Regions from separate parts of the Rattus norvegicus genome. Here all the other regions are linked to region 3. Evidence: chromatin contacts called from public Hi-C data. All regions are on one chromosome and are shown on one strand. Each heading gives the region's core, a stretch centred on a gene start, on an enhancer-like site or on the middle of the called end of the contact. The rest is flanking DNA. Distances are from core to core; before and after follow the strand shown.

Evidence for each region. A called contact is a pair of places that touch in the nucleus more often than the background predicts.
Region 1: a Hi-C map of hepatocytes shows a contact between it and region 3, with 4 times the contacts expected there. The contact joins the promoter of Lppos here to the promoter of Bcl6 in region 3. A contact is called at or near these places in 9 of 12 Hi-C or Micro-C datasets (the A7r5 cell line, the Rat2 cell line, Schwann cells and 5 more) and 1 of 1 datasets of contacts at active chromatin or transcription factors (oligodendrocytes).
Region 2: a contact with region 3 is called in a Hi-C map of Schwann cells, with 5 times the contacts expected there. The contact joins the enhancer-like site here to the promoter of Bcl6 in region 3. A contact is called at or near these places in 3 of 12 Hi-C or Micro-C datasets (Schwann cells, frontal cortex and mammary epithelial cells) and 1 of 1 datasets of contacts at active chromatin or transcription factors (oligodendrocytes).

What each region holds. Positions count from the first base shown.
Region 1 is chr11:89,927,311-89,932,412 of GRCr8, reverse strand. Lppos (LIM domain containing preferred translocation partner in lipoma, opposite strand) reads right to left here and starts at 2,314. Exons shown (of 2, transcript NR_132630.2): 1 at 2,018-2,314; 2 at 1,217-1,790. It also overlaps a transcript of Lpp not described here.
Region 2 is chr11:90,050,768-90,055,209 of GRCr8, reverse strand. No RefSeq gene overlaps it. Among named protein-coding and RNA genes, the nearest start is that of Lppos, 120 kb to the right of the region's middle. Within about 2 kb of position 3,164, at least 66 of the 93 cell types and tissues checked have an H3K27ac peak or open chromatin away from gene starts, as enhancers often do. A contact at or near this core is called in Schwann cells, where this site is marked.
Region 3 is chr11:90,357,367-90,362,254 of GRCr8, reverse strand. Bcl6 (BCL6, transcription repressor) reads right to left here and starts at 3,502. Exons shown (of 10, transcript NM_001107084.1): 1 at 3,362-3,502. LOC120095689 (a long non-coding RNA gene) reads left to right here and starts at 3,603. Exons shown (of 3, transcript XR_005491443.1): 1 at 3,603-4,021.

The DNA.
Region 1 (5,102 bases), core at 1,065-3,564, 430 kb after region 3:
TGATGGCCCAGCGTGTCACCAAACATCCATGACTTTGTCACTTACACTCCAGGTGAGGGCTTCATGAGTTGCCACTTTCTTTTGTGATTAACTTTCCACACTGCTCCTGCGAACACCATGCCTACCGGAGCAATTCATCAGTATTTTAGAAGAAGTGATCTTCCCCAACACGGAGAACAGTTTCAACATAATTAGTAGCATTTCTGGATCAACACAGCACTCTTTCAATGTGTATGACTGAGGAAATGAATGACTCTAATTATACCTTATTAAATTTTATTAATCCTCATTAGAACTCTATTATTCTTTATAAGTGAGTTACCGAGAAGGGAGTGAAGCAAGTGAGCAATGCTGGTCAAGCTCCATTATATCTAAGTGAGCAATGGATGTTTTCCCCTATACTAACTAGTAGTAGCCCAGGGGGCATGGATCGGCTGAAATGCTTAGGGCAGAGCCAATGAATTGTGATCTTTGAGAAACCCTAGGAACCTGTTTCCCATCTTAAATCAGGCTCATCATAAAGAGAAACGTATTTCATTAGTTTGTGGAATACACAGTTTTGATCTTCTCTGCTGCCGTATTCCTACTTTGGAATGTGTGTAAGCTGGGAGGACAAAGAGGTTAAGCAGTTTGGCCCCGGAGGTGTTTGAATCTGAAGACTGCAGGAGAAGTGTTAAGTCCAAGAGTATGGACTTTGACAGTAAGGGTCATCAAAATCTAACAGAGCTTCCCTGCACCTGTAGTTCACGGTGTACTTTCGGTCTGCATGACTGCGTTAGGCTGCAGAAGGTGAGTGCCCAAGTAGTGGTGGAAGGTCTTGAGAGTGGGGAGTTCAGGAGCTTGCTCAGACAGTTGTGTTGGGCAGGTCATGTTACCATATTTTCCTTAGATTCTACCCACCCAAAGACCGGGATGGGTGGTCGTGTTATTAGCATAGACTGAGGTTGCTGTTAGGGAGGCTGCTGTGAGGCGTTTCTTTTGTGTAGGTACAGGATAGAAACACACACCCACACCCACACACACACCAAATGTCTAGTTTTTGTTTAGTTTGTGACAGGGTCTATGTAAACCTCCCTTGTGCCGGGGATTAAAAGCCTTCACTACTGAGGGCCCAAGGGCTTCCAATGTCTCCCAGCCTGAATCTTAACATAGTAAATGGGGCTCTCATCATAGCTCACTTTTACAAATATCAAAGACAAAATATCCGAACCCAACCTTCCAAGAACAGGCCTGTCTTTATTCAAACCAGTTCACCCAGTTGGTGTATTTTCTTTTTTAAGCTGTAAGAACAGAGCAAGCTTTCTGGTTTTCTGGCAGGGCAGGGTTGGGAAGCAAATCTTAAACTCCAAAGGTTCATATCTTTGAACAAAGGACAGGAAGTTGCCCTGAAGCGCTCGAATGCCATTGTTTCTCAAGGCTTGTCAACCACAACCTTCCAGGAACTGGGGTTAGTCACTTCAGTGGGTGGTCAAGTCATCTGCCTAGGTCTAACTTGGGTCTGAGCTCACAGCTCCGGAGCCTGGGTCTTGCCTGGAGGCGGAAACCCAGCTAGGAGTAGAATACTGGCTTGGATCCTAAATATGCACGGTGCAGGACTGGGTCAGGTCCCAGCTTCGCATCTTCGGAGCTCTCCCGTGTGAAGTGAACTGAAGTTGCTCTCCACCATCCCGCAGTTCTGTGTCCCGCTGGAGTCCTGGGCGGGGCTCACACAAGGCTCTTGGGGTGGGGGGTGGGGTGGGGTGTTCCATGGCAGGATCTCTTCGCTCAAGCTCAGCTTTCCAATCTGTCGTCTGCAGAACGGACCCGAGTTGTGCCGGTTCTCGACTTCCTCTTGCATCGCCTTCCTCTTCCTCCAGTGGAGGCTGATCCCTCTTTCCTCTTCCCATGCTCCCCTCCCCGCGTCCCCTCCTCCAGGAAGTGCACTGCCCAGGGTCACCCACCTCGAGCCGCGGCTGCCCCCCGCGCCCCCTCCCCGTCCGGCTAGTGCGGCGGCCGGCGGGCACACGCCTCCCCATACCTTACATGGACAAATGCGTGCAGGCAAAGTCAGGAATTCAGGCCCCTGACGTCAGCCTCCAGCGCTCAGGGCACCGCACGGGAGACCGCGGGAAGGGGGTGGGGAGGAAGGAGGGGAGAGCACCAACCAGCAGCCACTCCCGGCCTGCTGCCGAAGTTTCACTTTTTGTCTGTGGGTTCGCTCCCAGGGCCCGCTCGAGCTTTCCCGGGATAAGTAGCGTTAGCGGCGGGGAGAGCCGGCCGCTGCAAGGTAAGGGCCAGCAGCGGGGCCGGGCACGGAGAGGACGCGGGCTGGGCGACTCGGGCCGCTGCGGGCCGCGGGCCGGGCCGGGACAATGGGAGGGGGAGTGCCCGGCACCTCCTCCTCCGCCCGAGCCTCCGCCTCCAGCCGTCGCGGCCGCCGCTGCCCGGTCCACCTCCTCCCCCAGGTATTGTAGCAAAGGCTTCCTCCCGTAGTCTCGGCCCGCGGGCGCCTCTCGAACCCCCGACCCCCGGGGACCGGCCGCAGAGGGTGGCGGGGAGCGCGGGTAGCCCTGCTCCGCACGGCCCGCCGCGGAAGTGCGGGTCCCCGGCCGGGAAGCGGGGTGCAAGCCGTGGGGGAGGGGCGGCTGCGGGAGTCCCCGGCGCACCCCGACCCGGGCCTTTCTGGGCGCCCAGGGGGCGGGGCCGCGCCCGTCTGCTTCGAGCTTTCGTGGAATCCCAGTTGTCACCGCAGGAAGGGCCTAGGGACCCAGTGACTCGGAGTCTTCCCATTTTACAGTCAGGGCAGGCGAGGCAACGAAAGGCGGGCTTTCCTGGAAGTCATCCCTGGAAGGTGGAGCCAGGTTAAGATCGGTGGCTCCGGACCCTTACTCCCCTATTGCCTTTTTTTTTCCCCTAAAATTTTAATTTATTAATTAATTATCTTTTTGTAAGGGGTTGTGGAGTCCCCACTGTTTTTAAGCACTGTAGGTTACAGAGGCCAGACTTTGCCCTCTGGGAGTGCTCACTGGAATGCAGGGACCTAACCTGACTCAAAGGAGGAAGGGCCAAATCCTGGAGAGAAAGCAGAGACCTGTGTTTTTTTATTTATTTATTTTGGAAGTTCGCGGAAAGACTTTCTTATGTTGATCTCCATGGGCCTGTGATCGACTTTTTTGAAGGGTGGGGAGTTTTCTTAAGAAAGGCAAGGCCTTTTTTGTCAGGGAGGCAACTGCAGACTAGAGAAGGCTAAATAAGGGTGGGGAGTGGACCGGCTTGGAACTTTGTTCCTGGCTTGGGGTGTGACTATGACCTGAGACCATATCAGTGGAGTTGTGGCTTGGGTACTTGGACAGGACAGTGTAAAATGTCTCTAGCCCTCTTTTTCTTTAGGAAGGGGGTGTTCACTGCTTCCCCTCCCCCACAAGGAAGTCCTGGCAAGACCTCTCAGTGGATCCTGTCTGTGACTCTCCCGTTCTATACACTCCCTTTGCAAATTTGCCTCTGCAGTGAAACTTTCAAAGATGTTAGTGACTTAATGGTTCACTATCCCCTGCACAAGCCAATTTTCAGAAAAGCTTTAGGGGAAGGGCGAACATGCATAGGGCTACTATAAAATGAGTTAACTTCTCTCCAATGGACCCTTTCTTGGTTTTACAAACAGGGAAACAAACCCAGGTCCACAGAAGTTGAGTACTAGCCCTATAGTCTCTGGCGGATTGAGGTGGGAGTGTTGGTGCAGAAACCTAGTAAGATACTTGCTTTCCCAAGAGTCTCCTGGAGATTCTGACCAGTGCCAAGGGGCAGTTAAAGAGGAAATTGTGTATCTTGTATTTAATCTTTGGAAGGCAGCCTGCAGAATGCAGAATCCAGTCTACTGAGGATTTGCTATGGGAAGGGTAGGGGGTCCTGAGCTTGGGCAATGTCTTGCCTTTCCTATCCTGAACCCTCTCCTTCCTTTCTCCTCTCCCCACACCCCTTCCTGCAATTCCTTGTAAGCAGCTCTGGCCTGGAGTTGGGCATAGGCCGTGGGAGAGGAAGCCAAGTTCCTGAATTGATTGTTATGCTGGGATTGAGTACCACTCTTTGTGGAGGGGCATTCTCCTGTGTGAGGAGGTGATTCCTCTGAGAAAGGTAGATGTTTCCAGAGTGGGAGAGGAGACACATTCTGAAAGGCTTTAGGAATGCTGGGCCATCTAGTTTGCATATGACTTTTGAGGGGTTTGAGCAGGCAGGAACATGATTTAGAGAGTTGGCATGGAGAAGCAGCCTCCTGCTGCCCGGTTTCAGGGAGAGGTGATAATTTGGTTTAAGAAAATGATCATGGGCTGTTGTTTCATTTGCTTGGCATGTGTTGCTGAAGACCTATTATGCACCACCACTGTCAAATCTAAAAACCATATGGCAGGTTCTTAATTTTATTGAGACTGACCTTACTAAGTAAGTTCTCAATCACACCTTTCTTAATGTTTTTATACCGCTGGAACGTGATTGCCTTTTCACTGAAGATGTTTCCTGGTTGAACAAGTTTTTGTTCTAAAGTGGATAATGACACACTTCTTATAGTCACTGTTTTTTTAAATTTGGTAAGAAAATTTGGTTGTCAGGCCCAGGAATGTATAATGCTTTCGCATCTCGTAAAGATACTTTTCTACCAAATATTCTTTGTGAATCCTTATCTCTATATGTAAATAATATTTCTCTGCGAGGTGAGCCTGGTCACAGGGCCACCTCCATTTTAACCCTTTGCCTGGGGTTTCAGAGCTAGTTAGAGGTGTGCACATAACTGCTAATTCCAAACTTGGTGGGCGTATTCTTGGGGTGTATTCCGGCTCTGGAGCTAGTATGGATTACTTGGGTTAGATTTGATTTCAGAACTATGGCTTATAGCGTTCACTGATAGGAGAGGTTAAGCCAAGCTTGTAAGGGCTGATAAGAAACTAAAGAGTAACTTGGTGAACCAGAGGCTGGAGGTAGAGAAAGGAGCAGCCTCAGTGTGGAAAGGGAGCCTTAGGCCCACTCCTCGAGACTCTGAGTCAGTTCACTGCAGGGGGTACAAGAGGAGGACGTCCTTCCTGTGTGGGAGGAGCATCAGGTGTGTGTGTGTGGACAGGGAGGAACATGGT
Region 2 (4,442 bases), core at 1,915-4,414, 310 kb after region 3:
GTGTGTGTGTGTGTGTGTGAGAGAGAGAGAGAGAGAGAGAGAGAGAGAGAGAGAGAGAGAGAGAGAGAAGAGCCTGGGTTTCTAGTACCCCCTGTGAACAGCATAATTGTGTATGAAGAGCCTCAAAATAAAAAGAGAAATGAATCAAAATGGCCCTCACCCTCTCCTGTTGCAAGTGTGACCCGTTCTTCAGACATACCTCAAAAACCCACCATTGCTTCAAGTCCTGGGCTCTCGTTGGGAAGCTGGAGAGAAAGAGCTCCCAGCCCAGAGCCTGTCCTAACTCTTGACCCAGAGAAGTCCCCTCGCCCCAGTTTTCCCTGTGTTGCTGATGCTGTCTTGAGTTTCTACATGACAGCTATAGTGAAGTACAGTCACCTTCTGAGTGCTCCAAAGCTTCCTGTGGCCCCTGGCTATCTCCTGAGTGTCTGCACTGCTACTTAGGGCCCTAAAATATCCTGCTTGTCCATTCCCCAACTGTAAGTCTTCCCCCCTCTCTTATATCTAGCTACGCCTATCTCCCAACAGACATGGTCAGAGCCCCAAAATTCACTTCAACTGAGTCTTGCTCGAGTTAGTATCTTCCTCTAGAAACTAAATTCTTTCTTTCCACTATCTCAAAATGAAACTGTAAAAATCTTAGCTTTGTTTTTTTTTTCACCCCAAACATAATCTTTTCTCCAGTACCTGTACTCACAGATTCTTCTGAACTCCTAGTGTGGCAACAAGTTTTATGTCAACGTGACACAAGCCAGAGTCATTTGGGAAGAAGGAAGGAGCCTTGTGCAAGTGCTTCTATCAGATTAGCCAGTGGGCAAGCCTGTGGTACATTTTCCTGGTTGATGATAGATGTGGGAAGGGCCTAGATCGCCATGGTGGTAACTCCTGGGCCGGTGGTCCCAAGTCTATATAAGAATGTAGGTTTCACAAACTATGAGAAGGAAGCCAGCATCCTTCCAAGGCCTCTGCATCAGCTCCTACCTCACGCTTCCTGCCTCCAGTTCCTCCCCTGACTTCTGTCAATGATAAACGATGGATGACCTGGAAGTGTTCGATAAAGTAAATCCTTCCTCCCAAAATTGATCTTAGTCAATGGTGTTTTATTACAACAGAAACCCTGATGAAGACTTCAGTGTAGTCAAGTGGGCTCTCCCTGCTCCCAAACCCTGTGTTTTCGCTAGGGCTTGTGTCTCCTGTGTGCTTCTCAAAGCTTTGCTCTGAACAATAAACTTTATGCCACAACTTTCTCCTGACCCTGAGATGTAGGGTTAATTGGGGTCCCGGGTCTGCTCCACCACAGGGCACAGCCCCTCAGGGAGGCAGGACTAGGGAAGTTTGACAGTGCTTACCCTGAGCTGTCACCAGGCCCAAGTGAGTGTCTGCCTGTAGGGAAGCAGTGAGACACCGGGGCTGTCTTGTTCTCAGGCTCTTGGGCACCCAGGTGCCGCTGGGATGCCTCAGAAGATTTGAGAACAGAGTGGTGGCCCCGAGGGCTAGATCCAGCCCAAAGCTGGGGGGGGGGAGCTCCAGCTGGTCCCACAGGGAGAGTTTTTAGCTTGACAGTGGTGGGCTGCAGTCTTGGTGATGGCAGTGGCTTGGAGCACAGAGACCTTCTACAGGAGATTAGATAGCAGCTCTGTAGTGAAGGACTTCTCTACACTGGCCACAGAGGATCCCAATGAAAAGAGACAGTCCATGGCTTTAAGACAGTTATTGTCATGGCGGAAAGTGGATGAGTAAAACTGTACCCCACTTCTCAAGGTGGGCCTGAGATTAAACACCTTTTGCAGGCAGGAGTGTCTGGGAAGGAAAAGTTCATTGGCTAAGCCTCCAGGCCTTTAGGTACCTCATTATAAGGGAGATCTGTCTTGAGTTTATGTGGCTTGTGGAGGGGCTTTGAGCATTGCCCTTACATGACTGATGGCCACAAATCTATGGAGGGCTTTGGGCTAGTGACTGGCCTGGTTTCCTGAAGTCAGGCAAACTGCTTACCATCTCTTCAGGATCTCTGGGGTTTCTAGTCTTAGCTTAACCAGGATCCAGGCTGCCTTTCATGGCCCCACACTGAGATTTATTCCTCTTTGTATCCTGTAAGTGATCCACAGTGACTGGCACTCTGGGCGAGGGGAGAGGGGTGACCTGTGGATTCTGGACAAATGACTTTAAAGACTGAGTGCATGGTCACAGATGCACATGTTGGCTGTGGTGCCCCAAAGAGGCTGGGAAGGGAATTGGAGCATTAGGGGGAAAGCAAGTTGTTTCAAAGTCTCTTAGCTCCAGGATTTCATGGGTCTCTGCCTGTCTGAACAGTAAAAGCAAAAGGCCACATTACACATCTGCTTCAATACCACTGGCAAGTTCAATATTAACTTGAGTGGGGTCTTCTTGGGCTCCCCTTGCCTGGCTGCAGAAAGGCCTCTTTCCAGGGGCTGGGCAATGCTTACCGCCACTACCCAATCAGAGTCAGCTTTGTGTCTGAATAGTCTATCTTTTGCCTCTATGCACTTCTGCCCTCCCTGCCTGCCTGGCACAGGTGAGTCGGCTGCTTCTCCTCTGGGTTCCAAAGCCTCCTGCTTTCTTGTGAGAGTTGGAAAAGGTAAATTCACCAGGGCATAAGGCTCCATCCTGCTGTGTCTCAGCCTCCTGCCCTTCGGGCACCAGACTAAGGCAGGTGCTAATTCTTGTGTTCACAGAGAGACAAGGTGCTGGAGAGGCCGGCAGGTCAACAAGAGATCTCTTTGCTTGTGTATCCATCAGGGAAAAGACAGAGTTTGATTTCGATCTGTTTTCTGGGTAAATCGGCGTCAAAAACCAAGGAGGCCGGGGACCTTGCCAAGTCTTTGTTTTGTTTTGTCTTTTCCTCTTTCCTCCAGTCAGCGCTGGGCACTAAGGAGTGGGTGGGTATAGGGAGTGGGGGCTGCAGTTCCCCAGGCTGAAAGGGAATGCTGAGCCTGCAGAAGTGGCCCATTGAGAGCTTCCCCCAGCCTACCACCACAAGGGCAGCTCTGTCCTGCAGGCCTAGGGCTCTATCCCAGTCCCACTGGCTGAGAAGGAACAACATTTCCTTATAAGGCCCCTGCTGCCTTGCCAAGGCTGGATGGCTCCAAGAGACTGTAGCTTTCCATTCTCCTCCATCGGCTCCAGTGCAGGCCTTGAATGTAGCCCTTGTTGTCAGGCCCCTCCTCTGCTCCACGGCCCCCACCCCACCCACTTCCACTCTCTGCCAGAGCCAGCCCCACTGGCTCAGGAAAAACAGCCCAGAGGCCTCTCCCACGCAAGGCCGACTGTGGCTCAGGCCTGCTGGAGGCAGCACAGGGTAGCAAAAAGGCAGCGTTGAGGCCGAGCTCCCGCCTGCCCTGGAGTTACCTTGCATACAAGTGTGGCGTTAGCAAAGGTCCTGACTTCTAGAGCCTGCTTCCTCTCAAGGAAAATAAGTGTCGAATGGCCTAGGGTCCAATTTTTTTGCACTGTATTCGAAACCTAGCCAGTTAGCTTACAGCCTGGACATCTCAGTTAATACTACATTTACTACCCACAAGACCAGATTCCTCCACACCCTGTTATTTCTCAAACACAAGGGCTCTCTTGGGTTTGTGCTTCAGGTGTGTTATTTTCTTTACCCCGATGGCTCCTGTTTATCCACCTAGGGAATCATTGTCACAGGGCCCCTATTGTATGGAGGTTTCTCTCCCTTCCTTATGGGAGAGGAAGGTGGGTCATTTCGCTTTGTCTTCCCAGTATTTGCATATACTCCTGCCGGGGTTTTTTTTTTTTTTTTTATAGTACTTCATGAAAGACCCATATCTGTTCGCCAGACATACCAAAAGACACAGTGGTTGAGCCAATAGTTTGTAAAATAATAAGTTTTGTGCACGGGCGGGTGGCATCGTGAAGGATACTTTCATATAACATGGTGAACTGGGACGCTCTCACCTCAGATTCTACGCTTAGTTCTGTTCTCACAACCTTTGCCCCATCAGTCCAGTTCTGTGTTCTGAAATCCAGACCGACTATAAGCTCCAGGGAAAGGAAACCTGTAGCTCTAAAAACCTTTATTCAGCCTCAGAGGCCTGGCGTTGAAGGCTAAAAGTCAACTAGCCCTGCATTTACACCCTGAAGCCCATGGTTGCCATGGGATACCACAGTGTATAGATAAGGGGTTTCTAAGTCTCCTGCCCTGCTTCTGCATACACATGCTAGGTTACCATAGCATTCACAGAAAGACAAGAAGATCTAGTGGCTTTAAAAGTTTCCCCACACTAATTATTGCTATTGCAACATTTGGGATTTGAGAAAACTGAACCCTCTCCTCTTTGAAAAAGTACCTTCCTCATAGGTCAACTACAGTTTGAGACCTTCTCTGGGGTTCCTGACTCTGCATCCATCCTGCATCTATGATGTTGGATGAACCTATATATCTTCTCAAGATGGATTCTTACAGC
Region 3 (4,888 bases), core at 2,253-4,752:
CCGGGGAAACTACAATACTTTCAGTTCTACAGTTTTACACACCAAAAAAACCATTCCTCTTTAGCTCAGAGTCAGACCGTCAATCGACTGTGGGTACAAGTCTGAAGGGGCAAAGAACTACACAGTCCAGAGAAGTCACTAAGAGCCAACTGTATCCCACCTCATCCCCACTCCTGAAAGGGTGTCTGTCCCTTGAACTACAGGAAGGACATCGCCTGTTAGGACACCATTCTAGTTTGGAAAACAACGTGTTTCTAACTTATTTGAGAGATTAAATGCAAAGTATTGATTTTAAAGGTTTCATCTCTCAGTTTTTAAAAAAAAAAAAACCTCTCGGGGTTGGGGGAGCACATTACGCTCAATTTACAATTATGTTTCAAATATTTGACTTTTACCAATAGTTTTACTCACCAAGGGGTGGCGCTGCCGCACTACCTCCCCTGAAACTTAAGGGTGGTTTTTTTTTTTTCTCTCTCTCTCTCTTTTTTCACAACAGAGGGGGGGATATCCCCAGCAGGGGACAGAGGGAAGGAAAGATTTTGACATCTAGTCATGGCATTTACTCAACCCATAACTGGAACTCCTCAGGGCTGAGCAAAGGACAACTTAGAAATTTAGGATGCCATTCCTGACCACTAAGGCCGGAATAAATTAGTCTTTTCAAGAAAACAGTCCTGTAAACCCTTCAAAAGTGAGGGGAGGAAGAGAGTAGTTCGTGAATACCCATTTCCTGGTTGTCTCTGCTCAAGTCACTTGGTTGTCTTGAACAGCATCTAGCCTTATTGTCACTACCAACAGATCCTTAAAATCACCCAACGCCCTGAAGTATTAGAAAAGAAATTCTTCCAAATAGGATACTGGAAACTTCTATTTATAAACTGGGGGGCGGGGAGGTGTCCATCTACAGCTTTCTATTTTGGCCTCAGGACTCAACTGCAGTCATTTTAGCAAGAGGGATACCCATCTCCTGGTGTTTTCTCTCCACTTTCTCTTCCCCCGGGGACAAATACCTTTCCTTCTTTTATTAAAATCCATATATAAAGAGGAATATGATTTCACCTAACTCCTTTGAGCTCATGTTTGCTACCTCCAGGAATAGCATGTGGACTAGGGCCAGATGAACTTCAACTTGGTCTGCAGGCTTATGAGGTCCTCCTGCTCAAGTGCCTGCCAAAGGCTCTTGGTAGTAAATTGTAAGCAAAATAGATACCTGTCTCCGGGTAGAGCACGCTGCCCCCTTCCCCTATTTTAAAGTTGTTTATTACACACACACACACACACACACACACACACACACACCTCGAAAAGAAAAAGGGAAACCAGCGATCTGCAGGGGAAGCCAGCGGCATAGCTCGGAGCCACAAACTGTATTTCTAAACAGTCTTTTCCGAGAGGATACCTCTCTCTTGCCCTTCTTCCATTCTCTCCTCTCTCTCTCTCTCTCTCTCTCTCTCTCTCTCTCTCTCTCTCTCTCGGATAGTAATATCCACTGGCACTGCAATATTTTCCTCCGAGAACTAGACAATGTTTGAAAAAAAGAAAACGGGCAGAGATAAAAATCACTTCTTAGGGGGTGGGGTGCGATGCTTGTCTCTACTGCAGTCAAGGACCCTGTGAATCGCTTTGGAGTTCCAGCGCCCGGTTTGAGGTCATTTCTCACTACCCCTAGCACAAAAACTAAATCCCTGTGGGAGGGAGCACAACACAGAGGTTATTTATTTCACTCTTAAAAAATATTGTTTGGTGCTGTTGTTTTCATGGGGGACTTTTAAAACTCATTTTTGCAACATTAGCTCAATTTCTCGCTAGGGTTCCAATAACACGGTACTATACAGGCAACGCAACCCTCAGTTCTCAAGACATTTAACGTTCACCGTTTCCGGCAGGGGTGGCCTCTAGCTACCGCTGCCCCCCAGGCAGCCGATTTCCTAGGTCCCAACTCCCAACCCACTCCCGCCCCGGGCCGCCGCCGCCGCTTTTCCCCATTCCTACTCCCTCGAGGAGAGCCACAGGTTGCAAATCCAACCAACCTCGCAATCTGTTTTTGCAAAATAACTCACAAAGATCTCCCTTTCGCACCCGCTCCTCCCGTCCAGAGTCCCTCAGCCAGAATCACAAAGTGCCCCCTTCTTTCCTCCCTGATCTTGCAAATCAGGAACGCAGGCTGGGGCTCTGTTTTTCTTCCTTCGCCCAAAAATAAGGACCTTGGGAGTCTGAAGCGTGGCGTCCGCTATACCCAGGGCCATAGCTGCTTTTTATTTATTTATTTTACACAGCTTGCACCAAGGGGGAAAAATGAAATTAAATTTAGGAAAGGGAGGGAACTACCGCTGAGAGCCAATACAGTCACGCAGCACCCAAAATACAAACACCGCGGCCGCCAGAAATCCCGCCACCTCCCCGGAGCTCTGGGCTGGCTGGCCAAGACCCTCCGGGTCCCGCACGCTGAAAGCGCCGCAGGTGCAAAAAACCGCGCACCCCTCTCCCGCCCACCCCCCAAATCCCTGTCCCGCCTTCAAGCCTCCTTCCTCGGGCTGGGCAGACCGAGCGCACCCGGGTTCCCGACTGCCTCGACTCCAACCAAGAAAGAATAATTTTCAAAGTATTCAACGTCCCCGCCCCCCGTGCAAGCGAAGCCTCCCCAAAACACTGTCTCTCCTTGGGAAGATCACGGCTCTCAAAGGAAACTACAGACACGATACTTCATCTGGCTTTATGACCAAAAAGAAAAGGGAAAATAAAACAACCAGCCGAGGAGTTGGCTTGCATTCCCCCTGCTGACTCCCGGCTCGGGTGCAAGGCAGGGACTGTGCGGGGCCGGGGCCGGTGGACGGCCGCCAACGCGGGCACCGGGAGAACTGAGCGGGGAGGGAGGCAGCGGCGGGGAAGGCAGTTTGCAAGCGAGCAGAGAAAGCAAGCCAAGCCGCGCGAAGCCGGCGGGGCCGCCGCGGTCCGCGCTCCCAGGCCGCGCAGCCCAGCGCCCGCCGCCCCGCGCCCCTGCGTCTCCAAACACCGAAACAACACCGGGCAGGGCGGCACAGCCTCTCCGAGGCGGCCGAGGCGCTCCAAGACAGCAAAAAAGAAGAATACGTATGCGTAAAGCTAGATCCTACAGTGGGAGAGACGTGGGGCTGGTCTTCGGCATTTATTTTAACACCTGACAGCTAGAATCAATAAATAGATACATTTATATCAATAGATACACATAGGAAACTTGGAGCCAAAGCATTTGGCAAAAGCGGAAAAAAAAGAATTAAAAGGTAAAATAATGATCATGAGCAGCGGCGGCGGCAGCGGCACCAGCGGCAACAGCGGCGGCGGCGGCAGCGGCAGCGGCGGCGGCAGCAACAGCAATAATCACCTGGTGTCCGGCCTTTCCTAGAAACTTCTTGCATCACCACTTCTAAGAACCCCAGTTCTAAGAATCAACAGAGCTCAATTCTCGGAATTTGAGCTGCGGGCTTTACCATTGCTCCACAGCAGGGGAGGACTCCGTGGCAGCGCCGCGCGCCGTGGCGCCCTCCCGGCCCGTAGAATGCCTCGGGGCCGCGCCGCTCGGCGCCCTACGATGTGGATTGGGGTTCCCGCAGCACTGCCGCTCGGAACACCGGGGGTCCCATGGGGGGCGCGCGCGACTACAAGGCGACCCTCCCTGCCCCCGGCCACCGATGGAACGGCCCGCTCCGCCGCCGTCACGTGGACTCCTCCTCCGTGACGTCGGCGTCTTCGCTGTAGCAAAGCTCGGCCTCTGGAATTCTGAGAACTAATTTGCTATTCGGTGACATAAGAGGGGGAGTGCGCTTCGCTTTCCCGGGGTCTGGGGCTAATTCTTCCTCTCCTACCCATAAACTCGGCTCCTCGAGCTAAATACACAAAAGGGAGCCAGAGATTTGAGCTGTTAGAACCAGTATGTTAGAGGCAGGTTTAGAGAGGCGAGTGAGGGAGAAAACAATAAATACCACAGCTCTTTCCAGCTAGAATATTAGGCACCACGAGAAAAATATTTGCCAAGCAGTTTTCGGTGGGTTCATTTGTTTTCTTTTTATTTGGGACAAAGTATGTTGCGGGGGGGGGGGCTCCTTTTGGGATGGTGGCTTGGGGATGCTCCTTGTTGTATTTTAATGATTTAGGGTTTATTCTTTTTTCCGCTTCTGTCTGGTTTTTTGCCTTTTGCAAGTTTGTGGTGTTATGTAAATCGTAGGAACTGTCATACGTTGGTTTTATTGTCTTTGTATCTCTCTCTCTCTCTCTCTCTCTCTCTCTCTCTCTCTCTGCGTGTGTCTGTCTGTCTGTCTCTGTCTCCTCTCTCTCTCTGTCTCTCTCTGTCTCTGTCTCTGAATCTCTCAGGCATTTAAAAGATGCATTATTTCAGCCTAATACCATTGACAGAAGCTTATGTTTTTGGCCACCTATAACCCCAACCTCCAATATCCCCCCCACCCCACCCCCCAGCCGCCCTTGGTGCAGTTTCCTTTAAGTCTTGGACTTTACTAAAGGGAAGCTTTACTGCACTTGAAAGAGATGTAAAGGGATTTGGTTTGGTTTGGTTTGTTTCTTTCCAGGACAGCAAGTGGTGGGTTTACTCTGTTACTGTCGACTCTGAGGAAATTTCTTGATGCTAGAAATGTGTGTGTGGGAACGCGTGACGTTTGTCTGCTACAACATTCTGTGAAGCCAAATACATGTTTATATTTTGTTATTTTCTTAAGGTCTTGGACATTTTTTTTCTTTTTTTTTTTAAACCCCCCCATGGGTTCGTTTCAAGGTCGTCGGAGAAAGAAAAAAAAATCTTTTCAGTATGTGTTGAAGGGATCAGCCTGAGGGAATTTAAAGGCTTGGTTGCCAGGTTCACAGATACTGCGTGTATTGAGTACAGGCTGTGCTACAA